5 separate regions of the Sus scrofa genome follow, and all the other regions are linked to region 1. The links are chromatin contacts, called in public HiChIP or PLAC-seq maps. All regions are on one chromosome and are shown on one strand. The core of a region is the stretch at or near the end of the contact, and the rest is flanking DNA. Distances in the headings are between cores, read along the strand shown. Region 1 overlaps LPP (lipoma-preferred partner). Region 2 overlaps LPP (lipoma-preferred partner). Region 3 overlaps LPP (lipoma-preferred partner). Region 4 overlaps LPP (lipoma-preferred partner). Region 5 has its middle 190 kb from the start of BCL6.

Evidence for each region. HiChIP or PLAC-seq counts read pairs in DNA pulled down with a chosen protein or histone mark.
Region 2: an H3K27ac HiChIP or PLAC-seq map of alveolar macrophages shows a contact between it and region 1. The contact joins two enhancer-like sites. A contact is called at or near these places in 2 of 47 Hi-C or Micro-C datasets (embryonic fibroblasts and fibroblasts) and 2 of 2 datasets of contacts at active chromatin or transcription factors (alveolar macrophages and skeletal muscle).
Region 3: an H3K27ac HiChIP or PLAC-seq map of alveolar macrophages shows a contact between it and region 1. The contact joins two enhancer-like sites. A contact is called at or near these places in 1 of 47 Hi-C or Micro-C datasets (embryonic fibroblasts) and 1 of 2 datasets of contacts at active chromatin or transcription factors (alveolar macrophages).
Region 4: a contact with region 1 is called in an H3K27ac HiChIP or PLAC-seq map of alveolar macrophages. The contact joins two enhancer-like sites. A contact is called at or near these places in 1 of 47 Hi-C or Micro-C datasets (embryonic fibroblasts) and 1 of 2 datasets of contacts at active chromatin or transcription factors (alveolar macrophages).
Region 5: an H3K27ac HiChIP or PLAC-seq map of skeletal muscle shows a contact between it and region 1. The contact joins two enhancer-like sites.

The regions. Positions count from the first base shown.
Region 1 is chr13:125,905,905-125,911,829 of Sscrofa11.1, reverse strand. The region is part of intron 2 of LPP (lipoma-preferred partner); the gene reads right to left. Among named protein-coding and RNA genes, the nearest start is that of LPP, 130 kb to the right of the region's middle. Within about 2 kb of position 2,244, at least 21 of the 83 cell types and tissues checked have an H3K27ac peak or open chromatin away from gene starts, as enhancers often do. A contact at or near this core is called in alveolar macrophages and skeletal muscle, where this site is marked.
Region 2 is chr13:126,345,427-126,351,351 of Sscrofa11.1, reverse strand. The region is part of intron 7 of LPP (lipoma-preferred partner); the gene reads right to left. Among named protein-coding and RNA genes, the nearest start is that of MIR28, 66 kb to the right of the region's middle. Within about 2 kb of position 3,306, at least 4 of the 83 cell types and tissues checked have an H3K27ac peak or open chromatin away from gene starts, as enhancers often do. A contact at or near this core is called in alveolar macrophages, where this site is marked.
Region 3 is chr13:126,292,301-126,298,225 of Sscrofa11.1, reverse strand. All of the region lies in intron 6 of LPP (lipoma-preferred partner), which reads right to left. Among named protein-coding and RNA genes, the nearest start is that of MIR28, 13 kb to the right of the region's middle. Within about 2 kb of position 2,140, at least 1 of the 83 cell types and tissues checked has an H3K27ac peak or open chromatin away from gene starts, as enhancers often do. A contact at or near this core is called in alveolar macrophages, where this site is marked.
Region 4 is chr13:126,250,965-126,256,889 of Sscrofa11.1, reverse strand. All of the region lies in intron 6 of LPP (lipoma-preferred partner), which reads right to left. Among named protein-coding and RNA genes, the nearest start is that of MIR28, 28 kb to the left of the region's middle. Within about 2 kb of position 3,014, at least 1 of the 83 cell types and tissues checked has an H3K27ac peak or open chromatin away from gene starts, as enhancers often do. A contact at or near this core is called in alveolar macrophages, where this site is marked.
Region 5 is chr13:125,577,848-125,583,772 of Sscrofa11.1, reverse strand. No RefSeq gene overlaps it. Among named protein-coding and RNA genes, the nearest start is that of BCL6, 190 kb to the right of the region's middle. Within about 2 kb of position 3,307, at least 3 of the 83 cell types and tissues checked have an H3K27ac peak or open chromatin away from gene starts, as enhancers often do. A contact at or near this core is called in skeletal muscle, where this site is marked.

The sequences.
Region 1 (5,925 bases), core at 995-3,494:
AGGAAAGAAATCCTAAGATGCTAAGATAACTTCTCTGAAAACTTGGGAGCTTCAGTTGTCCATTTTCACCCAAAACGTTACCTTCAATGTGAAAATTATTACTCATAATTGAAGCCTAAAACATACTCAAAAGCTTCAATTTAGTGTTCTTACTTCTGATACATTTCCTAAGAAACAAAGAAAAATGACTTCCCAACCTCCACCTTTTAAAATATTATCTGTCTTCTCTATAAAAACTACCACATTATTTATAAAATCATCTATTTTTGCACTGAGTTCCTCACAGATGATCATCACAGGGCTTTCCTGAGTCAGTTGAACTAGTGAGCAAGAGAGAGCCGGAGCGGGGTGGGGGCAGAAAGAGAAAAGAGACAGAGAGAGATAGATTATAAATACAAGAAATGGAGGACACTTGATATAAACAGAAAATTCATATGGCAGAATTGCTTCAACCAGGACTTCAAAGGAAAAACAGCTGTAAGAGTACCCCCAACTGCCCCATCTACAAAAAACCATTCCAACTCTGTCTCCAATGCTCCAAAGGGAGCCCTCACAGGACTAGTCTGAGATTTAAGCAACAAAAGGGATACAAAAAGTGTTTTGGAAACACCTGTACTAACATAAATGGGCGTTTACTACCCACTTATTCCAATGCTGAGGAGAGTGACTTTTCGTCTGAGCCACTGTACCTCACAAGCGGAATCCATTCCCATCCCAGCCTGCTCTGGGCACAAGAAGAACGGATGTAGACAATTTCCCAGAGAGGCAATGCCTTTTAATTTCTCTATTATTTCCAAAACAAAAAAAGCAAAAATCTTCCCCCCCTTTTGTTTTTCCAAATAAAAATAAATTATAACCCTAACTTGCTAATAAATGCAGGCTGGAGCTGTCCTTAAGTAAAAGCTTTTGATAACAAATTGCCTGCACTAACTGCTATTTTACTGCTGAATTTTTTATTGTTGCTTAAGCACAGCAATTATGCTAATAAGCCTGGGAGGATGGTACATTGAGTATTGAATCTGACAGATAAAATACTCAATAAAATGCTAATCTCACCTGAAAATTGGAATCAGACAGCCTTATTAGTATTTATGGATATGGCATCTTAAACTTTTTTTTTTTCAGATGAATATATACAAAATCAATGTTTGTCTCCTAATACAGCCTGCCATTTCTAGGCCTCTGTGTGCTCTAAATTCAAGGTGACGATGCCTCATCGCCTCAGCTTCACTACTTGACAAAGAAACGAGAGCTTGTTGGTCATCTCTGCCACAGAACCAGGCAGTAAAATGTTTTTCATCCTCCATACACCTCCCTCCCTCTCCGCCACCCCTCCTAATCCCCCGAAAAAAGGGAAGGTAAGAACTGTCTTTCTGAGCAGAAAGAGAAGCCAGATTTGACAGCAACAAGAACCATTTGTCAAACCATCTGGCTTCTCTCTTCACCTGACAGGAGGGAAGAGTGATGTGTCAGAATGAACAGGGAACTGAGGATCCCAAGAGCTGGCTTCTCATCTCTGTTTTTGCCATTTCCTCCATGCGAGGCCTTGTTGGGACTCAGTTTCCCACATATAGACCTTGTGAGCCAAAAGATTACGTCTCTGTAAGAAGTGTCTCCACAGGAGCCAGAGCCCCAGTGTCTGTGAAGAATGGAATATTGTAAAACAAGATAGACATGTCAGGAAAACCTGAGATCTTGAACTTGTGCTTTGATTTACATTTACATGGTCCCTTCTTACTTTGTACCCCCAAGACATATTTGACATAGTGCAGGCTTAAATTCAGAGACCTCAGACACCAAATACAAAAATAAAAAACACTGGATTGTTAACCAACCATCCTCAGGACTTTACCTGGTTTTCTTTTTTGGTATCAATACATTAATTCTGGCAGGGAGCAAAGAAGAGAAATCAGCTGCCTGTCTTAAGAAGCAGAAACTAATGTTACCTGAATATTGAAATATTATTTATTAAAAATCCCTTCTGTCCTTTGATTTCCACATGAACCCCATAAAGCAGGAAAGGAGAAAAATCTTTTCTCCAGAAGCTTCCATATGTAGCTAAGGTGACTGAGGATCAGAGAGGACTTCCTCATCCAGCCAGAGTATGCGGGTCCTGGGGTCAGGACGAGCAGTGTTGCCTTCGGATTAATCCCAGCCTGCTGCCAAGCACACACAGGTCCTCTGGCTCATGGGCCTGGTGACTCACCCCAAACCGAAATACCCAAGTTACTAGTCACTGCTGGACACCAGGGGCAGTGAACAGGAACCTCAACAGCCGCAGCAGCCACTCCACAGACTTCTCCCACCACCTTCAAGGCTTCAAAGAGCTGACACCCTGTCCAGAAGTTTCTATTTCCCCCCAGGGAAAGTCATAGGCATGGACAAAACAGGCTTGCACAGAAGGGAGGAATCTGACATGTTGTGACAAAACTGGGCACAGATCCAGGACGCCAATTCACTCTGGAGCCTTGGAGAGTCACCTTCCTTTAAAGCTCCCGTTTCTTACTCTGTACAGCTTCATTTTTTGAAGGCCAAAGATAGCCCCTGGCTATTAGCAGAAGGGAGAAAAGAAAGAAAATGGGCTCCAAAAATACCAAGGTTCAATACAACTTACAGTGGGTTTTCACATCTCTTTCTTCAGCAAATCCTCACAATACAAACAGCAGCTGAGCTGATTATTTTCCCCACTTTGCTGATGAAGAAATAAAGGCCCAGAAGTTCAGAAATCCACCCAAGTAACACAAGAGCTAGGAGATTCTCAGCCCATAGCTGGGGTTAAAGGGGAAATGCTAGACGAGTGATCAGGCCAAGGCAGGGTAGAGCCAAGCAGGCAGTAATCACAATATTTCAAGACATGCCACCTCCAAAAGAAGAAAATGCGGGTCTAACCTTACTAGTAGAGACCTGCACCAGCCATGAGAGCTGACCAACTCACCACCTCCCCCTCTGCTGCATACACACAGAAACAAAATCCAAGTCCAGACACTTTACTGTACCAGGACCAACACTGCAATTCGCAAAGCATCGTCACAACAAATTCATCAAGTAGGAATCATCATCCTCCAATTTACAGAGGAAAAAGCCAGGCACTAAGATGTGTATTCACTCACCCAATCTCATTTGCCTCTGAGAGCAGGGCCAACTCTCAGATCCAGGCCCCCTGTTCTTTCACTTCATTATGCCACCTCTGAACTGCCAGGGCCACCATTTTTCTAGTAAACAACCATAGCAGAAAGTCAGCTCTGAACTGAGACATCTCCCAGCAGAGTAACGATTCGAGTCATACTTCGAGGAATAATTTCTGGGAAAGCAGAGGAGGTGATGCTATCAAACAGTGAAACTTAAAACTCCTACTCACTACCTGCCTGGGAGGGAGCAGGAAATGGGGCCCAGGCCCTTTCCCTACACACTCCTCCTGCCCATTTCTGTCACTCATAGTCATTACCAAACTTAGCACTTTAAGCAAATGAAAGATGTTTCCTAGCTGCATGGCCTTGGGTAAGTCCCCAACCTCTTTGGTCCTATTACTAATACATACTCATGCACACACACATATAAAAACATCTAGGACCATTCCTTCTTCTCCCTAGTAGGATGGTGACAACAGAAAGCTCCTGTCCTTATTCTGGAAGCCCCACAACTACACCCTCATTGTTCTGTGGTGTCTCTGCACCCAGTACTCTGATCTGAACCCTCCACCTCTTCCTTGGGCCTCCTAATCCCCATCTTCCTTCTGCTAAGCCCCACCCTTCCATCCTCACCTGCTACTCTCCTGTGTTAGGCCTGGTCACTTCCACCCTGGACAAGCACTTCCTCATCTCTCCATCACCATCTCAACCTTCTCCTGGCACCCAAAGTCCATCTTTCTTGCCAGCTCTTCAACAGCTCTTCACATGAAAGTTCTTAAAACAACCTCCACCAGACTGGCTGCACTTTTCCATACATACTCTGGTTTGTATCCTCCTAAAATCAGCCTCTCCATAACTAAATCAACTTTATAGGTCAGGTTTCCAGAGAAGAATGTTTTCTGCCCAGGAGACAGGAAAGCACCTTGACTCTGAGGGAAATTTCCATCAGCACCTGTGTGGCACATCACCCCAGAGAGTCCATCTCATCACTCCACAGAAGCTGGGGCAGTGGGGAGGGTCAACCCAGGGCCAGAAGCTGAGAAACACCACTGTGCTAGGTCTTTAACAAAGGTTCTCTAATCTTTCCAACTTAGTAGGCAAGATATATTTAATCCCAAATAAAATCCATTTAGGCTGGGACTCAGAGAGGTTTAGTAACCTAGTCACACTGAAGTTATAGAAATCATCCAATTTCAAATGGTACTAGAGCCCAGGCTCATAAGTGAGTCTCTACAACTTCATTGAGATGCTCTGTTGTTGAACAGTGTCCGGTGCTCTGCCAGATGCTTAACCTAAGTAATCCCAGTTTACTTACATAAGAATCTTTCCTAGTAATTAGGAGTTCCCATCGTGGCTCAATAGTTAACACATCTGACTAGGAACCAGGAGGTTGTAGGTTCAATCCCTGGCAGCGCTCAGCAGGTTAACGATCTGGCATTGCCATGAGCTGTGGCGTAGGTTGCAGACACAGCTCGGATCTGGCGTTGCTGTGGCTGTGGCACAGGCCGGCAGCTATAGCTCCGATTAGACCCCTAGCCTGGGAACCTCCATATGCCATGGGTGCAGCCCTAGAAAAGACCAAAAAAAAAAGAACCTTTCCTGGTAATTATTAGTGTCTTATTTTATAGATCAAGAAACTAAGGCCACATGATACACAATATGTCTCTGGCACATTTAGGACTGGAACCAGGAGTCCTGGCCTTGCTCTTTTTCTCTTTCCTCTTCATCACACATCTTCTTTCCACCTAAGGTTTCTGTCTATGGCATGTTAAACACAAAGAGTTTTTTCCTATGCATGAGTCACTGGAAGCAACATTCAGCAGTACATGCAGAATCTGCACTGCCAATCAAGAAAAGGTGTTTCACAAGCAGCAACTGAGTTCAGATCCCAATAATGATGATATGGAAGATGGGTTTCTAGAGAACAGCATGTGAGTGCAGCCTGAACCTGAAGTGTTCCTAAGGGTCAGGGTCACAAAGCAAGGCTGGAATTTCACTCAGTTTCATAAACAGACACCTTGGCTTGTCCACCTTCCTTGGACAGGAGGTTCATAACCAAAGTCAGAAATTCAGAGGTCATCATGTAAACCACTTCCTCCTCTTCAAAGGCAAATCCTGATAGAAGGAAGGTTGATCCTCTGAGAACTTGAGAGCTAGGAAAGGAGATGGCACATCCTGCCCTAATCTCACTGAGAATGTCACCAGCATCTTAAGAAGACATCCCCTTTCCCTCTGCCTCAAGAAAAACGGGATTAAGAAGAAGCCAGGGCAAAGCTGATAGCTGCTCTTAAAAGCTATATTCTCCTAACCCAGTCCCAAGAGCTCCTCTAGTTCCTTGGGTTAACTGCAGATAACCTTCCAACCCTTCAGGCCTCCTAAGTAATTCAATTTCACACACATTTATAGAGTTCCTAAAAATGCCAGCCACTGAGCTAGGATCCAAAGGCTCAGAAAACATGCCTTCTGCAGATCAGAGCTCAGAACACTCATTAAAATATGAGGTAGTCTGTAAAAGTGTCTCTGAAAATTCAAACCATGAGATGGGGGATGCAGGAGGGAAAAGACTGATTCTAAATAGGACTTTTCAGAGAAGGTGGAACTGGAGCTAGGGATGGATGGATGTCGCTTGGCATCCATAGCTGGCCATGCAGGATGGTCCTCCACGTGGGATGAAGAGTATGAGCGTGGAGTGGAAAGGAAGAGTTAGGGAGCAGGAGAAAAGGCAGCCTGAAGTCAGAATGGATAAGGCCCTGTGCAGGACTATCACGTATGTTACAGACACTGGGAGGCCATAAAA
Region 2 (5,925 bases), core at 2,057-4,556, 440 kb before region 1:
AAGAATTTTGAGGTTAAGTCACTTGGCCAACATCTTAGAGCTGGGATTGGAATCAGGTCAGACTTCTAAAGCCTATCCTCTTCTTCTTCTTCTTTTTTCTCTTTTTTTCTCTTTTTAGGACCGCACCTGCAGCATATGGAGGTTCCCAGGCTAGGGGTCTAATCGGAGCTGTAGCCACTGGCCAACACCACAGCCACAGCAACGCCAGATCCGAGCTGCATCTGTGACCTACACCACAGCTCACGGCAATGCCAGATCCTTAACCCTCTGAGCAAGGCCAGGGATTGAACCCGCAACCTCATGGTTCCTAGTCAGATTTGTTTCCACTGCACCACAATGGGAACTCTTAAAGCCTATCTTCTTAATCAGCACCAGGTTGTCTATAAATACACTTCATTATTCAATCATAACTGTGATGTTTTCAGCATTGCTGAGGAGTGGAGCCCATTCCCACTCCCAGAGAAAGAAGAGCCAGTGCAACATTACTTCTCTAACCCCCTTGGTCTCAGGAGAGCTCAGTCAAGTGTCAGGATTGGCTATAGGTGGGAAAATAAGTACAGGTAAGGGTCCTTCAGAGAAGAGCTTAAAATGTTGAGCCTCAAACTCTGGCTTCCCACCAGGAAAGCTTTTAAAATAATACTGAAGACCATGTTCCACTAGCAGATTCTGATTTACTTTCTCTCAGGTGGGGCCCTGAAATCCAGATGCTAATGTGCAGTGGGGCTGGGAACCATGTGTTTATGTGTTTATCTGTCCTAGAGTACTCTTAGAAAGCAGTGATGTTTGGGACCAGAAGTCCTGGCCCCAAGGACCAGGAAATTGTACTTTATTTGGCTGACAGAGGGAGTGAGTCGGGCACCATACACCCTGCTCCTAACCTTCACTAAACTAAACTTCTTAGGAAGAACAGCACAAACATAACCAAAAATCAGACAACAGCAACAAAAGCAGAAAAAACAACATTGCTTTGCAGTTTGGGATATAACACATGGTGCTCTTTGAATAAAATTACATATTAGATGATATCAGGCAATCAGACAGAACTGAGAGCCAGTATTACTCATGAGCTATGGAAGCCTGGACAAATTTCCTGAATTTTCTGAGCCTAAAGTCCCTTGTTTTCAAAACAAGTAGTTGAGTCATCTATCCAATTATTTTTTAAACCCCTCAACAAACATACTTACTGAGTCTCTATTTTGCATTGAGTCCTGTGCACAGTGGTAACCTTTTTTTTCCAGTCTCTGTAAAAAATCCATGATGATGACTGCCTTGAAGCCCTGGCCACAAAGGACAATGATAGGAACAGTCATCATTAGGAGCAATGATACAATAGCACTAGAACCAGCAGGTCCTGCTTCTTTCTCCCTCCAACTATAGGAGGTAGAAGACAACGTGAAAATGAAGAGCTTATTTTATTTAGGACCAGACATGTACGCTCCGGACCCTCCTCTAAAGATTGTGGTCAGGGGAGTTCCCATCGGGGCGCAGCGGAAACAAATCCAACTAGGAATCATGAGGTTGTGAGTTCGATCCCTGGCCTCACTCGGTGGGTTAAGGATCTGGCGTTGTTGTGAGCTTCAGTGTAGTTCGCAGACATGGCTTGGATCTGGCGTTGCTGTGGCTGTGGTGTAGGCTGGCAACTGTAGGTAGCTGTGATTAGACCCCTAGCCTGGGAACCTCCATATGCCTCAGGTGCTGCCGTAAAAAGCAAAAAAAAAAAAAAAAAAAAAAGAAAAGATTGTGGTCAGTGTGAGGGAAAGAGGCAGCTGTGTCGTTGAAGCAGTTATGTAAGATTTATTTTCACCAATGGGTACTAATAGAATTCAGTGCTGAAAATTCAATCCTGATCCTGAAACAATTTGTAGACCCCAGAGCAATGATAATCAGGATTTATTCAGCACTTATTATCTGCGAAGCACTGTTTTAAGTATTTAAATATATTACCTCAAGTAATCCTTCCAACAATCTGATGACGTAGGTCCTCTCATTATCTTCATCATAGCTAAAGAAATGGCAGCCTGCAGATTAGGTAACTTGCCCAAGACCACAGAGTTAACTATTGAAGCTGCAATTAGGGGCCAGGCAGTCCAGCCTTAAAGCCCACTTAACCTGTCCTCTAACTTTAGAATTCCAAAATCCTTAAAAAACATCCGGCCTGACAGGAAACTTGCACAAACCTTACAACATCCCTAATAGGAATATTAGTATCTGTTTTGGCTAAAGCAAGATTTCGAGTTAATTTTTACACATAGACATTTTCATAATCTGGCTATTAATTTTTAATCTATTCTTCTATATTTAAAATTTGTTTCATGATGGATCTGTTAACAGGAAAAACAATGTTTACTAGTACTAGTAACTGCTACTGTGGTGATTTTTGACATATGATTAAAATGTGCTCTTTGGTAACTCTCATGGGAACTTCTGTTTCCCTCAGTCTCCACTTAAAGTTGAAAAAACTTTAAATTTGCCCAGTTGCTTTTAGTTTTATTGCTGGGAAATCTCCAAACATATTCTGGTTATTTAAGAGCAACCCTAACACTGGGTTTTCCTGAATTGTATTTCAAATCCACAGTCTTCTCCTTATAATAGTAACAAGTGCACCTTATATTTAACGTTGCCTTATAATAGTAAATGTGTTTTCCCATCTGATACTGCCAAAAGCGCAGAATGAAAATTATAACATTAGTTCTTTTAAATTTCTAATAGATGAAAACTGAGTAATCCTGCAAGTTCACATAAAACTTCGTTTCCATGTTCTCATTTGAATCTTAACAATAACTAAAAGCCACGTAAGACAATTATCCTCTTTTAGAAAATGTGTTAACCTAGGAATAACCTTGTGCATGACTTGAGAGGTAGATAATGGAGAAGTTGGAAATCAAGTTCAGTTCATTTGACCCCATGTCTAGAGATCTTTGAACTGGACCACATTTCCTGTATGCATGGTGCTGGACCCAGAGATGATGATCTTCTTGCTTGATACTATGTCCCAGGGAAGCCAATCAGTCTTCCTGGGTTTTGATTTTTCTACTTGGTGCTGAAATGCCCATAACATATTTTAGGACTTTTAAAAGTCCTAAAATGTAAGAGCATGTGAAAACTTAGAAAACATCCCGTCTAATTTCTTTTAGAGAGGAAAACACAAAGGCTCAGATAGAGGCAGTGCCTTGATTAAGATCCTACAGGAAGCTAACAGCAGAAATGACACCTCAATTAAGGCCTTTAAGCTCTCAGTACAGCACACTTTCAGCTGCACAAAAGCATTCTCCACTTTCTACTTCAAATATTAGTTTCATTCCACTAGTAGGCGCTGTTGCCTGAGCATAAAGAATTTCTCCCTCCACATAAGGTAACGTTTCATTGTAAATGGAAGTATTGTGTGGGAATCTGCAGCCCACATAGATGACTCCTACATGATTCCAGAGCAAGGATAACTCCATTATCCTTCGAACCAGCACAACCACTCTGTTTCTGTCTGAAACACCTGGTATACTTTGGATTTGTACATCTGTATGTTCTAAAAATGGAAAATATGGCAGCAGGATGTAGAGTACTAGGTTTTGCAGAAGAATCTTGGGATCGGTGAAGGCCAGGCTCTGGTTTCTGTTTGACCATAGCTGGTCTGAACTGATTTGTTTTGTAAACTGGAGTTACATTCAATATTCATTTGCAGGTTTGTTAATAATAATAAATAACATATTATTATTCTTTTAAAGAATAAAAAAACACTTGAGTGGAATAAGTAGCAGATTTGTGGTGAGAAAAATTGGATTCTAGTCCTAGTTCTACCAGTGTGTGTGTGTGTGTGTGTGTGTGTGTGTGTGTGTGTGTGTGTGTTAGAGAAAATTTGGGCAAGCAATGAGGTGACTCAAAGTGTTACTGGGGAGCAACTAGGTTACTCAAAGTGTTACATATATTTTATATAAATAAAATTATAAACAACAATAAATGTAAGGAATTCCATAAGATATATCACTGTAAAATAAATTTCTATGAATATTAATACAAATAATGTGCACAACTGAGTAGAAAATATTTATGTATCTGGAGCTTGAATCCAGAGATCACATTCTAAGGAATTCCTATGCAAAAGTCACAAGATGGAATGCGGTACTGGATGTGAGTGGATAGATTTTGAGGATCTAAGCTTCTTGGCAATGCTGGCAGTGCCATTTATCTTCTCAGTAGAGTGGGCAGATGGATGCCATGAATATTTGACACATGATGCTACATCAGGGCTCAGAAGGAGACCCAGGCATGGAGTCTTAGACCTCAGGCCATCTTCGCCCTTGCGTGTCTGTAAAATGCTCATTGCTAAACTGCAGTCAGCATGGATTCCATCTCTGGCACTTGCATAGCAACACAGCTCTCTGAGTGCTGAAGTGACATCGTGGGAACAGTTATTAATAACTGTATGTATGCACACAGTATGTGGAAATATGCAAGTTTGAAAGTGATTAGCGCATTACTTTTAAGTAATATTTCCCACCAGGACTATGCTCCTGGAAAAATTCCTCTCTCAAAAATCTTGCACAATTGTCTGCTATCACTTACCAGAATGTTTGGGATAAAAAAAAAATGGTGTCAATTTTAAGGAAACACACTTCTCAATTTTCTTTGTTAACATCTGAATAAAACATGAGAAGGTTCCTACTTTTTCCCTCTCCCCTTTCATTCAGAGAGTAAGTCTCTCCACAGTCTTGCTTTGTGTGAGAGAGGAAAGTCACCCTTCTTTGCAACCTCCAGAATAGCACGATCACTGGGTTTACAGATAGAAAAGTTTAGATTCCATTCTAATAAACTCTACTATTATCATTTCAGAAGTATAGTGGAATGTTTAATAAATAAAAAAAAAAACAGCAAGGAATTACATTTCTACTTGTAGATACTAATAGTTCTGTGAGATCATGAGAGAGCAGCACAAAAAAGGCACAGAAAGTCCTAAAGGAAGTATTTAGTTGGGATTGAAGGAACCCTTTCTGGACCATATGAGAGTTTAAGAAAAAAATGGAACATTTCCTTAATGTGCCCAGGCTGGGCATATACTCTATCTCCTGCTACAAAATGAATACACTGAATCAAGTAGCAAGTATTTTTTAAGCACCTTTCCAGTCTTTAACTTTTCATTCTAAGATAAATTTTATAATATGAATATACAAATTGAAGTTAGATTAAGTCTGCCTGAAGGTAAGGAGAATAAACTCAATGGTAATTTCTGTACACTTTTCAAGACCCTAAATCTGTTGAAAAACTATAAACATTATGAAGTAAAAGAAACAAGAAAACCAAGGCAATAGGCAGGTTTTATTTATGACAGAGTATTTCTGGGTGATTCCTTTTGTAATGATATGGTTTCCATTTTTAGATTATCGTATTTGGTAAACATTTAATTTTTACAGGATGACTAATACCAAATGCCTAATATCTAGTGAGATAAGTCAAGGGCTCTCCCATCCTAAGACTTATAGGGAGCTCCCAGAAACCAAGTAAATCCACAGAAACTGCACAAAAGCAGATAAGCTCAATAATGTGTTCTTGCATCAGCTCCTGCTATGTGCTTTTATTTGTAGTTCTGTCTTGGGCAAGAGATACCACACAAGGGGAGCGCAAAGTTGAAGGTCTTTAGCAAAAATTTGGACTGTAAACACAGCTTGGCATTATCAGCATTCTGTTAAGTTCAAAGAAGAGATAGTTACAACAAATACAGCTTGCTTTATTTCTGAAACAAAACTGTGCACATATTTGTGGCCATACTACTAATTAACCTGTAGATTGTTCCTTTCATCTAGTCAGTGTGTTGTTCTCCCCCCTGTTACAACATGTTGGGGTTATTTTTTTCCCATCTGGAATATACTCAAACTGTTCTCTTCTAGGCACTAGAGAGAAGAATGGTACAAATGATGAACAGACTAAAGAGACTGA
Region 3 (5,925 bases), core at 891-3,390, 390 kb before region 1:
AGCTCTGAGATTTTATTTCATTGCTGGACAATTTGGATTGGAGACTGGACAGCAGTGAATAGACTATGGCATGTGCTAGGAGACAGGGACAAAAAGTAGAGCTGCATGCTGGCATCTGAAGAATCATTACCTCATTTAACTCATTGTCAGGTAAAGAAATTGACACCCCAAGGACCAGGGAAACGCTAGTTAGAATAAAATCAGGGCAAGGGCCCATCCTAGATTCATTCATGTACCCTATAAACATTAAATGTTCAGCTTAGGTTCTCCACTAAACTGCAAGTAATGCTTGCCCTAGAGAGTCACTGTGAAAGTTAAGGAAGTTTTTGAATCATTCACATTTCTTTTGCTTATTAGTTTATCTGCACATTCTTACAGTGTCTATTTTGTGTACCCTGGGAGGTGCACAAAGATGTATTCACAGTCGTTGCCTTTGAGAGACTGGATTCTAGCAGGGATGAGAAAGAGAGAAACATAGACAATTACTTATAAAAAGTACACTATATTGGTGGGAGTGTTTATACAAATGAACACTGCAGGGATGATTTGCTAATATTAAGCTTAATACTGTTCATGTGCTATCCACTTTAAGGAAAATTTTACAGAAATACATAACAACATAAAATTATTGTGGCTAGAGGCAGTGAAGGGATACACACTGTGGCCCTGGCATTATGGTTGGAGGTAGAGATTTAACTTAGGTGAACTTGTGAACCTTTCAGAACTTCAGATCCTCTTCTATAGAATGGATTTGACAATGCTACCCCACAGTCTGGAAGAATTAAAATGAGATGACTTGCATTTCATGCTATATAGAGCTTAACTACTTTCAAACCATAGTGAAAATGGGACTCTGGATTCCCTAACCTGCCTCTAAGAGAGGGTACTATTCCAGGTCAACATTGAAGATGAGATGGGAAAATTACCTACACCTTTTTTTTTAAAAGTTTGTGATTAAGACAGAACTTGAGCCAGAAATTCGGTATCACCTGATTCCAAATTACATGCATTTTATTCAAAAAAACCTTGCTTTCCATAGAAAAAGTGCTAAAAAAAAGTATGAAATATTACCTTTAACATTCATGGTGTTGGCTGTTTTAATTTAAATCAACACTAGTAAAGAAAAATCTGATAATTCCTGCTTCCAGTTTTAGGATGAACCTTCAGGGAATAGATATTATTTATCATTCTTTGGCCCTAATATCTGCTTTCTTCCCTTTTAGTATAAATAAAGGCAACCTAGAAAGTCAAGTCCGTTGCCTGTAAATCAAAGCCAGCAATTCACATTCTACCTTTGGCATTCTACTTTCAAGCAGAAATTTCAAAGTACTTACCTGTCAGTATTATACAGATTTTAAGAAAAATATGTATATCACTCCTTTGATTCTACAAATGCTCCTTCCTATTTGCTGGTAGTACTGTCTCTAAAATAACACATTTGGAAAGGCTTGTTTCTTTTAGATTCTAAACTCATATAAAACTGATCTTGGATTGTGAGCATTTTTTAATGAATAAAGACCCCGAGACCCTGAGAGATCATCTCGTCCAGTGTTTCCGGACCTTTTTTGGCTATAGAACTCTCCTCGCCTCCAGCTTCCAGTGGGTAATACTTAACATCTGTGGAAGAGACAGTGGTAAAAACACAAGTGCTTTCTGGTTGTCTTTCACACCCAGGAAGATGTAGCCCAGGACTTTTTTCAGGGTTCAAATTCCGTAAGTAGTAATTTAGTAATTTCCTCAGTTGGATGAAGAGACCCCTTTCAATTTCTCTCTCCCAGGAGTGCTTAGGACTCAACATATCCCAAGAAAAAATAATAACTGCGTCCAATTCATTTTTTAATAAACAACTTCAAAAATTGTGTATAGGCGATAGAACACAAGTTGAAAATTTGTAAGCAGGGGTCAGGGAGGGCTGGCACGGGATGTTATATTATTTTTATTTCTTCAAAAGTGGAATTATGAAGAGTATCATTGGCTTTTTCATCATGGCATAATAATGATTCCTTGTATCTGTGTGAAGCTTTCCAAAGTGCCTGCTTTCACATACATATAATTTTAAATGTCTGTACAACAGCCCTGTGTGAGATGTAATCCTGTTTTATGGATGAGGAAATTGAGGCTCGGAGAAGATTATTGAGCAACCTTGTGGAAAGCACCAGCCTGAGAGACGGCAAAGCCCTGGTCGAGACCTGGTATGCTGAGTTGGGCGTGTTTCTGCTCCACTTCGGTGCTCTCCGGGGTCCTAAGATGTTGTCTCCAAGCCCTTTTAACTCTATTATTCTGTAGTCATTTGGATTTTAAGCTACTGATTGTATTCTCTAATATACAAAGATGTTCTCAGAGTGGAGGCTTACTGCTAAATACTGAAACAAAAAACTATTAAACAAATAGAAATACAGCCTCTAGACTTTTCTAAGAAAGAGACATTCTTATAAGTATCAATTTTATTCAGTAATATGTGTATCCTTTGAACTGCCTGAACCTCCTAAGTCAGTCAAACATTATATGACCTGCAGATGAGTTATTGAGAAATAAGTTTCAGAGAACTCCTTCAAAATTCTCTTAACATACCTTTCCAAAAGGAAATGCCAAGTGCTAAACACCATCATTCTAAAGTCAAATTATTCAGGATTCCTGCCTTTGACAACTCGGTTTAGGAAGAAAAAGACGAGAAAATAGATAACTATGATAAACTGTAAGTACAGAAACACAGGTATTAATTCAGTGTTCTGAGATGGGAGAAGGTTGCCAGAAAGGAGGTGACCACTTGGTTTCATATTAAAGAACAAACTAGATTTCACCAGATGAGAGAAAGGAAGGAAGGAAGGGAGGGAGGGAGGAAGGAAGGAAAAAAGAGAGAGAGAATAAAAAGGTAAAGATATTCCAAGAATAGTATGTATAAAGCAACATATATATTAGCAAAAATGTTAAGAAATAGAAGAGGAACAGAGGTAAGATGAGGCTAGAGAAATGGACTGTGGTCAAAACTGTTTCGGGGAGTTCCCGTCGTGGCGCAGTGGTTAACGAATCCGACTAGGAACCATGAGGTTGCGAGTTCGGTCCCTGCCCTTGCTCAGAGGGTTAACGATCCGGCGTTGCCGTGAGCTGTGGTGTAGGTCACAGACGCGACTCGGATCCCGCGTTGCTGTGGCTCTGGTGTAGGCCAGTGGCTACAGCTCTGAGTCGACCCCTAGCCTGGGAACCTCCATATGCCACGGGAGCGGCCCAAAGAAATAGCAGAAAGACAAAAAAAAAAAAAAAAAAACCAAACTGTTTCGGGCAATAGAGAATCATTGGGAAATTTAAAAATGGTGGACTACTACTAAAGTCATGCTCCTGAAATATGCCTGCTGGCAAACATCTTAAACACTAAAGTCAATGATGTTTTTAAAGATGCAACCAGACATTATAGCATTTCCGAGTAATTTAACTGCTAATATGCTTTAAAAGAACTCTGATATTTACAATGTGAATTTGCTAACTACTCACCATAATTTGTTTCCCCTTCCTCTGAGCACACAGCTAGACTGTATTTTCCATTCTCCTTTGTGATTAGATATGACATAGGAAGGAAGGAGCTGACTTGTGGAGATGAGCCATGCACTGCCTAGGCTGGCCTGCTTCCAGCTGCTCCAAAAGGGAGACTGGATGGGAATAGGCTCAAAAGTTAATGATTGAAAGGGATAGGACAGTGGTTTATATTCTTTGTATTCTTCCACAGTTTCCTTTTTCTACAATAAAGATTTTTTCCCTCAGATTATGAAAAAATCATTCCCCCCCCCCTGGCTTAAAAGTGTCAGGAAACAGAAAATGACCAAGAATCTATAACAGGATTTTCTCTGTCATCATTCTTTTCTTGCTAGGGGCCCAGCTGCTTATAATTCCAGGGAAAGCTTAATATGAATACCAAAGCCAAATTTGGATCTAGGCTCCTGGTAAAGGTTATGGGTGAGACAGTGCAAAAATAAAGACTGTTTCTGCAGACAGAATACACATGGACAGAATCTGCTTGGTGAGCAAGAAAACTCTGCCAGATTAAGAATAACACAAATAACAGTATCCATCACATTTATATAACACTTCATGGTATTTGAAGTGTTTTGCACTTTCTTACACCAGAACCCATTAAGTACAAAAGATTTACTTATCTCTCTAATCTTTGTTCTGCCTTTAACTTGTCCAGCTATTTTGATCAAATCATTTATATTTCCTGGGCCTCAGTATCTTTATGTGTAATACGGTATTTTCAAAGATTCCTTTGATTCTACTCTATCATATTTTTGTACCCATAGAATGCAAGGCACATATCATTAGAGATTTTTATAGTGAAATCACAGATTTCATATTTATGGATACTTTGTAGTTTATAAAAACAGACACACACTGAGTAAGTGGAAACCTCATTATTACAGATATTTCCATTTACAGGAGGATTTAAACCACTTGTCAGCACCCCTTGAGACAATCTAGAACTTCATTCAGCATTCTGAATCTGAGTAAGCAGCTGGCAGGTCACAGGGTTTCTGCAGCCTACTGAACTTTCACTACATGTAGGGCATGAATTCAAGAACGTACAAAGGTTAACCACCCTCTCCTACCACCATCCCTCCTTGGGCACAGAAAGCAGAATCCCGTCCCTCCTAAGAGACAAAGGAAGTGTGGTAAACAGCCTGCACTAAGGTGGAAATGGCAAAGACCCATAGGAGAACACTCACCACCTTGAATCTTTATTACCACCAATTTAACTATTTAAATATATTCACTAAGGAACCATTTTGTAAAATGGCTACTCAAACTGTCATTACATCAGCCTGTGAGTTACTTTGATACTGACCTCAGCATGGGTCATTCTTCTCCCTGAGTCTTTACCTGCTGTTGATTTCCTAGTTATACAGTGCTAGGTATCTTGAACTTAGTGCAAATCTGAACCTTACCAGAAAAGCACCACCCAGGCAGATACAACACCAGGAAAAAGCAGCCAAGATATTCAGAGAGATTACATGATAATGAATACTCTATCACTCTGGGTACCAGAGCTGCTCATTTTTCTTGTCCATTTGCAATGATGTACAAGAGGTTCCTTCTCTCAGAGGGAAAATAACTTCAATTATGTGTTCTTGAAAAAAGAAACATTGAAATTATCTTCTTTCAAAAGGTAGAATTAGCCCCATTTTGGAGCTGAAAGCCTGCCAGAAAAAAAATATATTTCTGATATTTTCGTTCTTTTTCTCCCCCTATTTAACTGTGTCAAGTTTGCAGTTTGCAATTTCCTGCGGCTGCTTCTACTTTCTGACTCACTGAATTATCACACTCTATGCTCAATATCTCGCTGTTTAGTGGAAACAGCACTCCTTCAGGCCAAGAGCAGAAGATCTGCTGGACACTCACCACTGCTTCAGGTTTAAAGCACTGGGTCATACAGAGAAGAGAAGGGCAAGAGGAGAACCACTTATTTACAATGAAACATCCCCCCACAGAACATTCCTCACAGCTTCATGGAAGCAGAAAGGCATGCACTTGGCTCTTCCATTCTTGAAGCCCCTTTTCTTGAAGAATGAATGGGAGGAACACAAAAAAGACCACCCAGGGAGTTCAACTTCAAAAGTTTGATTTTAGCTTGGAAATCCATTCCAGTTAGTCTTCAACTTTCAAAAACTTGGTTTTCTCATAACCTCTTTTTCATATTCCTTTTATCATGCCATGCATTGGTATCTCTAAATCACCTGACTTAGGACAAATCTGGAGTCATAGCCAAGGACAGATAAATGTGAATGACAGCCTGGTGGAGTTGCTGGATGTCCCCGAAGCCAGGGGAAAGTGCTGGGTGTCCACTAAGAGGTCATGGTGCTTGCACACCAGGGCATTATGGTGATGTAGGCTGAGCTGAGAGAAAGTGGCTTCTCTCTACACCCACCCCTTCCAGTC
Region 4 (5,925 bases), core at 1,765-4,264, 340 kb before region 1:
ATGTTACAAAGAAAAAGACAAGCTGGTTTCAAGACATGTATTTTTAAAATTCTATTTAGGAACAAAATAATATGTTAGCTATATTTAGAGAAATTACAATTTTCTAATAAAACAGTAACTACTCAAACATGAATTGTAGGAACTATGATGAACTAAAGTGATTTACCAGAACCTTTCTTTCCTTTGTCCTAAAACCCAACCCTTTAGATTGGAAGTTTTACATTTTCTAGAACTTGACAACATTCGGCACAGAAAAGGAGCATGTACTGTTTGTAACAATATTCAACACATTCAATTCCATTAATAGATGGTTCGATAGGTCAAACAGGGCATGTGGTAACAAGATCTGAATTCGAGAGGAAGCAGAGGAAAGAAAAACAGCACAAGATCCTTAATCACAACCAGTCTTAGAGCACCATAAATCCAGACATTCTCCAAAGAACCAGGAGTGAGAGGATAGATTCTTCCAGAGGGTGCTTAATGCACCAGGAGTGGTTTTTGGTTGTCACAATGGGTGTGTGTGTGGCAAGGTGTTACCAGCATTTAGTGGGTAGAGACCAAGAATGTTAATGGGCTGCCATGCACAAAAACATTGCCAACAAATGAGGAACTCTCTTGCCCTAAATGTGAATAGCATCAGTTGAAAAACATCAAACTACCCCCTAATTTACTCCCCAGTTTTCGGTAATTTTCATCCCTGGTAATATTTCCGTAGCTATTCTGATGGTTAATTCGATGTGTCAACTTGACTGGGCTAAGGGATGCCCAGATCGCTGGTAAAATATTATTTCTGGGTCTGTCTATGAAGGTGTCTCTGGAAAAGATTAGCATTTGAATCACTGGACAAGTAAAGAAGAGCTGCCCTCACCAGTGCAGGTGGTTCATCCAATCCCCTGAGGGCCTGACTCCAACCTCCGAATGGAGGAAGGGAGACTTGCTCTCTGAACATCTCCTCCCCTCTGGTACCAATGCTCCTAGTTCTCAGGCCTTTGGACTCAAACCATCAGTGCATCCCCACCCCCACCCAAGCCCCTCCACACTGATTCTTAAACCTGTGGATCCTGACTGAATTACTAGTTCTCTAGCTTTTAACAGAATTTCCTAGTTCTCTAGCTTTCAGACAGCAGACACTGGGATTTCTCAGCTTCCATAATTGCTTGAGCCAATTCCTATAATAAATTCATATATACTATTGGTTCTGTTCCTCTGGAAAACACTAATAAAACTTTCACCTGAAGAATCAGTCTTTGATCAAAAAGATCACTCAGACAAAACAAAATAGAAGATACTGACAATCTCAAAATTATTTAAATTTTTTATTTTTTCATATAACTAGAGGACCGAGCAGGGGTCAATGGGTCTCTGTCTCTCTCTCTCTCTTCAATCTCTCTTTCTCTCTCTCTCTCTCTCTCACACACACACACACACATCTTGTCTCTTTCCCTCTCTCTCTCTCTCTCTTTCATGGTAAGGGTAAATAAAAATTTTAAAACTGTTTTGATCAGGCCACAGAGCATATGAAAGTGTTAGAATACACAGGTCTTGAACTTCACAGTTTTAATAAAAGCAGACATCCTGATGGTCAAAGAAATAGGTCAACTTGAAACACATTGTGTGATTTTCTTTCATTTATTCAAGCAAGGTTATGGAACACCTTCTAGGTTTTATGCACTTAGCAGCATACCCACGTGAGTCAATAAAAAGCTTATTTTCACAGAGCCTTCCATTTAAGAAGGATGCTAAGACACACAGACAAATAATGTTAATATGAAGTGGGAGATTAAAACTTCCATTAGAGCTGTATGATCAAGGGCAATAGGAATTCAGAGAGGGACCTTCACTTTTAGCTCAAGGATCTGAAAAGGCTCACAGGTCAGGTAGCACATGAAAACAAAAATGTTCCTGCTTACCCACCCTGCCACTTCAAATATGGCATGTGGTGGCTATTGCAATAGAATGAGTGTGCAAAAAAGGTAACATTTAATGGTATAAATTCTAGAGCCAATTTCATTATAGTACCTTACAAAATCATGTGCCCCAATTACACTCTTCCAAAAATCATCCTAAAGACACAAAATGAAAATATTTTGCTTTTTCCCATTGACGATAGCTTTTCATGTTGCATGAGGAAACACAGACATAGTATTGTGTTCTGAAAATGTGGGTACTATTTCTCATGTGTACACATACAGCATGTAATATCCATGCTACTTGCTACAGTTTTAGGGGACAACATGCTTCATACTTAATATGGCAAAGTAGGGTGGGGAAGAGAAGAGAAAGATTATCTGAAAGAATTTATCTTTAATTTATTAGGTGCAAAGGGATTTAGATGGCAGAAAAATAGAGCCTCCCATGGAAACATTTCATTTATCTAACATCTTGAAATCTTCACTGTGAATTATGTTTAATGTGACTCTTCCCCACCCCTTTTTGTAGTTTGTATACTGCAATTAAAGGAAATATGAAGCCTAACATCCAGAGACACTACAGCCTTTTAATCATCCAGATCTGAGATGCTTGCACATGAAATAAGAACGGGAAATCCATACACAGGGCCCTGATCAGATAGAGATGCTTTCTACCCCCTGTCCTTTGTGCTGGGTCTTTTCTTTCTCTCTTGCTTCTCCTTTCCCTACAGTTTTTCAGGGGACTTAAACTGTCTTCTGTTCCATTTGATGACACCTTGTCAATTAGATGCATTCCGTTCAGTTCAGAAGTTCATTAAATTCAGATAACATACCATTCTTGCAAGCTGACTGATGTTTATTAATGAAACATGCGAAAGGGGTAATTCAGCAGGGAATCTGAGCCTTTCTTTGCATCCCTCAGACACCCAGAATAATGCAGTGTGTCTGGAATTCATCAGGGACTTTGTGATATTATTTACATATTTAAAGAATCCTTGAAAGACACATGCCTTTGAGAAATTCAGGAAACTGTGCATTGTGCAAAGATATATGTGATATAGGTAGTACGCTGATTCATACAGCCCTAAATAGCTTTGACTTTTGTGTCTGCATTGTGGGTGATGGAGAAGGAAAGTGGGCATGGGAGAGTCAAGAGGAAGCTCTTTATGTAAGTAAGCTTCCGTTTTTTGGTTTTGTTTTGTTTTGTTTTTTGCTTTTTAGGGCCACACCCATGGCATATGGAGGTTCTCAGGCTAGGGGTCCGATCAGAGATACAGCTAGCAGTCTACTCCACAACCACAGCAACGCAGGATCCAAGCCGTGTCTGTGACCTACACCGCAGCTCATGGTAACGCTGGATCCTTAACCCACTGAGCGAGGCCAGGGATTGAACATGCAACCTTATGGTTCCTAGTTGGATTCATTTCTGCTGCGCCACGACAGGAACTCCAGCTTTCAGTTTTTAATAAGGTGTTTGAGATTATTAACAGCTTCAATAACATTAACCTTTATTTATTTATTTATTTTTCCTTTTCTAGGGCTGCTTCCCACGGAGGTTCCCAGGCTAGGGGTCTAATTGGAGCTGTAGACCCTGACCTACGCCAGAGCCACAGCTGCTGGGGATCCAAGCCTCGTCTGCAACCTACACCACAGCTTACGGCAACGCTGGATCCTTAACCCACTGAGCAAGGCCAGGGATCAAACCCACAACCTCATGGTTCCTAGTCGGATTTGTTAACCACTGCACCACTATGGGAACTCCATATTAACCTTAAAATTGAAATAATAAGTGCAGTTTTCAAAGCTATTTTCCTCTATTTGTTATCTCATTAGCTGGGTTTTTTTTATTATTATTATTATTATTATTATTATTATTATTATTATTATGCTTTTCTTAAGAATAAAAATGAACCTGAATGAAAGAAATATTAATTTCTCTATCAGTCCCCAGTTACATAACCTTACCAGCAGGAAGGATATTAAGTTAAATGGAACTGAAAGAACTAGAATTCAGGGAAGTGCGTATACCCGCCAGCCACCTGCTCCCTCAAATCTTTATAACCTTTTGTGGGCAACTGAGCCTATTAAGACAAAGATGGTGAGCAGAAGCCCAACTATGCCATATCATCTTACAATAAGTAAAGTTAGTCAATTCACTTCAAGAAACATTGCTTAAATGCCTACCACTACTGGGCACCCTTATCTTCTTTGAGATAAATCTCTTCCTCTGGAGGAGCCCAAGGTTTAGGAAAAAAATAAAAAAGTAGTATGTCTGAAGAACTGAGAGCAATTATTTAAATACTGTTACTGTTTCATATAAGCAGAGGACTCAGCCAATGATTCTTCCCTTCTCTCTTTCTGATGAGAACAACAGCAGACATTGAAATGTCATCATGTGCTACAAGTTTATTCAAACTTGTCAATAGTCAAGAATTTTACTTCAGAGAGATTAAGCACTCACTGAGCCTCAGAATATTCTTATTGCCACTCAGGCTCCTTTCTATCATGTGAATCAAAGAGAAAAGGAATACAGAGAACTCCGAGAAAAAATCAGCTACTTTCAAGTTAAATCCACCTCAAGATATGCTATAGATGAGGGAGGGTACAGTGGAGCAAAAACATATCTTTGTCAAGAGGATGAGAAGACAAGCGACCAATGGAGAGAAAAGATTTGCAAAATATTTATCTGATAAAAAACTGTTGTGCAAAATATCCAAAGAACTCATAAAATTCACAATAAGAAAATTACTGACCTGATTAAAAAAATCGGAAGAAGCTCAAAAGACACCTCACTAAAAAAGATATGTAGATGGAAAATGAACACATGAAAAGATGCTAAACATCTTATGTTACTAGGGCATTGTAAATTAAAATAACAATGAGATACATTATGTATCTTTTAGAATGGCCAAAATCCAAAACACTGACAACACCAAATGCTGCTCAGGATACGGGGCAACAGGAAACCTCATTCATTACTGCAGAAATGCAAATGGTGTAGCCACTGTGGAAGACAGTTCAAAAGTTTCCTACAAAAATAGACATATTCTTACCATAAGATTCAACAATCACATTCCTTTGTATTTCCCTACATAAGCTGGAAACTTAGGTCCACACAGAAACCTGCACATGGATGTCTATAGCACCTTAATTCATAACTGCCCAAACTGGGAAGCAACCAAGATATCCTTCAGTAGATACATGGATAAATAAACTGTAGCAAGTCCAGGCAATGGGATGTTTTTCAGTCCTAAAAATAAAATGAGAGGTCAAGTTATGAAAAGACATGGAAGAAACATTAATGAGTAGGGAAAAAAACAAAAAAAAACAAAAAAACCCAGCTACACTAATGTATGAGTCCAACTACATAACATTTGGGAAGAGGTAAAACTATGGAGACTGTAAATAGATGGGTGGTTGTGAGAGGTTATAGAAAGGAAGGGGTAGATAGGCAAAGGGTTTTTAGTGAAGTTTTTAACAATAAAACCGTTATGTAGGATACCATAATAGTGGAAACATATTAAAACATATCATTATACATATATCCAAAGAAATGAACAAAGTGACCCTTACAAGAACTTGGGTGATTATGATGTGTTAATATATGTTCAATTGATTGTAACACATGTACTATTCTGGTGCAGAATGTTGATGGTGGGATAGGCTGTATGTATATGTGTATGGAGGCAGAGGGTGTGAGAGAAGTCTCTGATCTTCCTGCTCGATTTTCCTGTGGCCTAAAATTGTTACAAAAATTATTTTTTAAATGTGAACACATACACACACATGTTTGGAAGTCCATCAGGCTGGGAAGGACAAGAAATGCTGTGATGTTTAGCATTGGAGCCTAAAATAGTTGAAAGAAAGAAGCCTTTAAGAGAGAGAATGGGTTTGACTCTGGGTTCTAATCTTTACTAGCTATTTAACAACTTCTTTAACAATCACCACACCTGTAAGATGGGATGAAATACCTACTCTTAAGGAGTTTGGGGAGCATGAGAATGAGATAATGGAC
Region 5 (5,925 bases), core at 2,058-4,557, 330 kb after region 1:
CAGGCACTGAGCAAGGGAGCTGGGAATTGTTCCTAAGGAGTCTAGTTGCTGTGTACATTCTGAGTGAAAACACTCTACTACCCTTGTCTTTATAGAGAGGGGTGGGCTCTCTGGATGGACTCCCTACAATCCTATTTGGGATAGTTGTGATGAAGCTGGCCCTTCCAGGAGGAGTAGACAGCTCTGTTCAGCACTGGGCTCTGGACTGAGTCCATCTTTTCTCGTGTTTTCATTACCATGGGGTTTGGCAACCTCTATGGGAGGGTCAGCTCTGTGTGGCCAGGGCTCCATCACTGCATTTCTAATGATAAACACCATACCTGAGCTATAGTAGGTGCTCAGTGAATATTTGTTTTTTTTTCTTTTATTTTTTAAAGTTTTGTTGAAGTATAGTTGCGATAATTTCTGCTATATACCAAGGTGATTCATTTATACATATACACACATCCATTCCTGTTCAGATTCTTTTTCCATAACAGATTATCACAGAACTTTGGGTAGAGTTTTGTTTGTTGGTTTGTTTTTGTTTTTTGAGTTTTTTTTTTTTTTTTGCTTTTTAGGGCCACATCTGCAGCATATGGAGATTCCCAGGCTAGGGGTTCAATCAGAGCTACAACTGCTGGCCTATGCCACAGGCACAGGAACACAGGATCTAAGCCGAGTATGCAACCTACACCGCAGCTCACGGCAATGCCAGATCCTTAATCCACTGAGTGAGGCCAGAGATCAAACCCAAAACCTCATGGTTCCTAGTTGGATTTGTTTCCACTGTGCCATGACAGGAACTCCAGGGTAGAGTTTTGAATGAATGTAAGGAGGTTTCACTGAACCTAACAGAACAGAGGAGCAGTTGAAGTGATGAAAAATATGAGAGAAGTAGAACAGGACCAGCTCTGTGGAGTGTGAGCTGGTCTAGACAGTCTGAAAGCTGACGATCTCTATGAAAAGCTAAGATGTTAGCTTTTGGGTGAAAACCTGCCATGTAGCATGTGACCCCCTTGTCACAGACAAAGTCCCCATTGAGCAGTCTACACCTGGAAATGTCTGATGAAGTCTGCCCCATGGGATCTGGCTACCAAGAATGATCTTGAGAGCAGAGTCCGGTTGTGCCAGCTCTTGGGGAAGCCTTGGCAGACAGACCCTTCTGCCTCGCTGGGCTGGGCTTGCCTCGTCTAGCCAATTAGGGGTGGGACTAAGCCCTCAGCCTCTTATGACCCCACTCGAGCGTTCCTTCCTGAATAGGGAGCATCTCAAGTCTGTTCCTCACAGCCAGTTCCTGCCCATCACAGCTTACCTGTCCTGTGTCCTTTGCCTTCACGATCCTGTCCTCCACTAAGTGATGTTTGTCCTTAGCTACTGTGATGAACATACCTGCTGACGTGCACTTGGGCATTCATGTGCTTTGTCCTGATAAAATGTCACATTTTGCTGGGCCCTTAAAGATATAATTAATGATGGGAATCTTCAGGCCTGGAGAGGTTTGTAGGGGAGATATTGTTATTAATTATAAAAACTGTCAGTATACGATGGACAACACACTTTCTGTTCCTTTATCTCACTTGATTGTCACGTGAAAAGCAGGTTGGAAGGCACTATGGGCCTGTGAGAGGAGACCTGTGTCCTCCAGCTCTGCTACCCACTGTGGGTGTGGGAACTCTTTCTCAGTGTCTTCTTATCAGATGAGAGAAGGCTGATGAGGTGAGTCTAGAGCTCCCTTGGCTTTAACCTTCCTCAAATCTGGTACTGGGAGCATGTTTTGCAGAGAGTACATGAGATTTAGGTAGTTGAGGCCACTTGGAATCCACAGCATTCTCCCCAGTTTGTGGAATGCTGGCCAGTCCTGAGACAGGCAGCCCAGGGGTTGTTATTATTATACTCATTTCACAGACAGGGACGCAGAGACTCAGAGAGATTAAATGAATGGTCTGGAGTCACCCAGAGAAAAATGAAGGAACTGGGATTTAAACCCAGGCTCCAGGATGGCCAACCCTTCTGTGGGGTTAGTGATGTCTCTCGGGAGCTCTTGATCTGGTTTTTCTTGTGCTCCCCTGAGACCAGGGCCAGATTCGTTCTTGGAGAGCTGCAGCTAGGCTCTGGGGTGTCTTTTACTCTGAGAGGGGGCTATGACTCCCCCCTCAAATCCTACCCCCTCAGACTCTGGACTGTGCCTCCCTCAACCAACTTCCTGCCCCTGGCAGGTGCCAGCAAATCTGGGCCGGGCATTTTCTGTCTCACCTGCAACATTCACACTCCTTCCTTCTTGTTTCCCACCTCCAAGAGGTTGACCTTTGTGAAGACCAGTAGGTTCCCCTGCCCTCTGCCTTCTGGTTGGATTCAGCCTGGCACCGATTAGGTGGTGGGAGGGTGGGAGAAGGAGATGTGAGGATGGCTCCTTCCTAGCCCCCTACCTGCCTGCTGTAGCTTGGCAATGGTTGGGTGCATCCAAAGTGTCAGAAGCCACAGTTCCAGCTGGGCAGCCCCCTGCCAGCTCCCCAGCACTGCCTACTTTTCTGCTACATTCTGGTAATCTCTCCTTTTGCCCTTTCATCCCAAGGACCAGTAACAGCTCCAGGTTATTGTTAGCCTCAGGGTGCCTCCCTGTCTCTTGGTTTTCCTTGACCTTGGCTCAACCTTTATGAATTATACTTAAATTAATCTCTCTTTGGTCACCTTATTTTGAGTGTATCCTCTCCTTCCTCTTGGACCATTGATATCTACTGCCTCTTTCTTCCTTATATCTAGTCTTCCATTTCTTAAAAGCATGGATGATCCCGGCTTTTAACATGAAGTTCTGTTGGAGAAGGTTAAACTTCTTGCAGGGTTTAACCAAAAACCAAAACAAAGCTAAAGAAAAAGCAAAAGACTGGGTTTCCCAGGAATATGGGAAAGAGTACTGGGCTTGGACTTGGAAGCAGAAAACCCAAGTTTGCCACTTACTAGCTCTGCCCTGCTAGTCACTTGGCTCTTCCATTAAGTAGAGTAAGAATAGCTCTTTTGTCTTGTCTTTCTCATGAGCCTCTTGGGCAGATGAAATGAGGCCAGGCCAGTGGAAGTACTCTGAATGCTGAAGCATTTTCTGAGCATTAGGTGTTACTGTTGCTTTATCAGACATGGCATGTGGACAAAATCCTCAAAAGGCCATGTCTTGCATTTTCCAGTGCATTCAGATTCCCCTGTTGCCTCTGTGCCTCCTGGATTAGGAGACCTGGCATTTGTGGAATCCAAGATGAATGTCCAGGGGGTACTGGCCAAGCATGGGCCCACACGAACAGAGCTAAAAATACCTTTGACCTCAGTGGGAGCATCTCAGTCCTGAAGGGGATGGGCCTGGAAGGCAGAGTGTGAGGGGGAATGACTCCCATCATTCATCAGCTGGGGTGAGGGGAGGACAGGGACAAGGTGCTATCCTTTTCAAAGCCAGTGGGAACGGTGGCTTGATCTTTCTCTCTGTCTGTTAGTCTGTCTGTCTGTGAAGAAGATTAACCTGAACTTTTTGTACTTTTCCTGTTAGAGTGAAGGCCACACCTTAAAGCTCTTCCTCGTGGCCAAGCCTCTCAGGAATTTTCCCAGCCTGCCTTGTGGAGGTGACAGATACCTCCAGCCAGAAGGAGGTAAGGAGGTGATCCGAGGACTTTGGTGTGGAGTTAACTGCTGAAGCTGACTTCAAGCAGAGAAGGAGACACTAATCCAGGAGACTTGGTTTGATTTATTCAGGGATGGGGAGTGGGGAGACCCACTAGCTCTCAATCCTAAAGAGGAATGGTTTTCAAACAATAATCCTTAGAGCTCTAAATGGTTGCTATTTAAAATGTGGTCCATGGACCACCAGCATTGACAGCAACCAGGAGCTTGATAGAAATACAGACGTCTGATCCCACCACAGACCTCTAGATCTGAATCTGCCTTTTAACCAGATCCACTGTGGATTCACACGTGCATTAAAGTTTGAGAAGCACGGTTATAGGATCCCTGTGAAGTACCTGAGGGATAGGTGCTTTCCAGTTGTATAGATGGGGTCCCTTAAAAGATAACATTTGAAAAAGAAGCTCCATTTGTATTTAAAGAAAGAAGAAAAGGTGGGAATCAATGTGATCTTTCCCATTCTTTGGTAGAAGAGGAAATTCTGCGGCTGGTCTTTTTCCCTCTCTCCTTCTGAGGTCAGCCCCTGCCCAGCCTTTCCATTAGCTCCCCAGATGCCCAGCACAAGCCTGGCGTCGGCTGGATCCATAAATGAGGGGCCATGTTAGGTGACTAGTGGAAATTGGATTATATTTCCCAAGCTGCTTCTCAGCTCTGGGGTCTGGTCTTGACAGGACTGCCTGATGAGGCACTGAGGACTAAAAGGGAGCTTGCCGTGACCTGGGAGTTTAGGGCTTGGTGTGGGGGTTCTTTAAAAGGGAGGGCAGGAGGGTGGGGAGCTGTCTCCTATCCTCCTAGGTAGAATTAAGGAAGGATCTAGAGTTTGTTGTAAGAAGACCAGCCTGGCAGGAGCTGAGAAGAGAGAAGTCTACCTCCAGCTGGGATCTGGGCACAGCCCCATGGCGGCAGATTTTCAGGATTTCCAGAGGAAGTGCTTGGTGGCCCGCAGTCTCAGTTTGCTGCAATTATAAATATCTGTGATTCGCATCCCCTTCACATACTCCCCTGGAGCTGCGCAGCACGTTCTGCCACCGCTCCCCCTGCCCCACCTTCCCTCGGGTCCCTCACGGGCAACATCCATGGCTTCCGTCTCACAGCAGGGGAAGCCGAGGCTCTGCAAAATTATCCAAGGCACCACCTCCAACTGGGCTGACTGGGGGAAGAAACTAGCACATTAGCACAGCCTCAGAGTCTTTCATACACCGGCCCCAGATTTCTGGCTTGAACTTTGGCCTCTTCTTATCCTGCGTTTTCCCCTCAGTCCAGACCACCCACCCCTGCTGGTCTTCCCCAAACATATGGCCCTTGAGTTGTTTGCACATGTTCCTTTTCCTACTCTCATACCTCGACACCCCTAGACACACAGCTGTGCCTCTCTCTGCTGGCATGACACTTCACTGGAGTCTTCTGACAGTGTGCCTCCCCCACCCCCCACCTTCTCCAGCTTTCAAAATCAGGGAATCAAGGCGTGTTTGAGTCCCCTCAGTCCTTAGCACAGTTCGGTCCTCAGAAAAACACTTGTGTAATAATGAATGAATCAGAAGACAAAAACACACAAGCTAGTGGCTGAAGCAGAGACAGACTATTTCATAGACTTTTGTGGGTGAAGGGAGCTTGCCACTCAACAGTCTTGATGCTTTGCAGGAGCCCAAATCGAAAGAGATTTGGAACAGAAGCTGCCACTTCCTAATGAAAAAGTCTTAGAGACACCTTAGATACTAGCTTGTGACTCAAGATACTTGATTTATCTGAGTCCCAGGGTTGGCTGGTTTGTTTTCATCTGAAAAGGGAGATTCTGAGATTCTTTACCACCTAGGCTCATTAGGAAAATGCAATAAGATGAAGTACATGTAAAATGTTTATTGGAGTGTAAGCACCTCCTACACTCCCAGTACTTGCCTGCTATTACCTCCTAGAATTGTCCTTTCTTCTCCTATCCTGGAGCTCAGGAATGCTTGAGGAAGAAGAAGGAAGGGTGATAGTAATCCCCAGTTTGAAAATGAGACATTCTTTCCAGGTCCTGAATGCTCTGGATCTTAGGAGCTGGTTATCCAGGATTCCAAGCGCAATTATTATTATTTTTTTTTAATGGAATCTGATCCAGCCCACAGTAAGCTCTTGGTTCCAATCATATAACTATTCCCCAGTGATTCAAGAGTTAAGTAAGACTAGCCTCAGGGGCAGTGATCTCCGTTCTGGGCTTCAGTTTGAGAAGCAGGGATATGGGGTGGAAAAAGGACTGACTTGGAATCCTCAAGAACTGAGTTTGTCCTCTGACTCACTTTG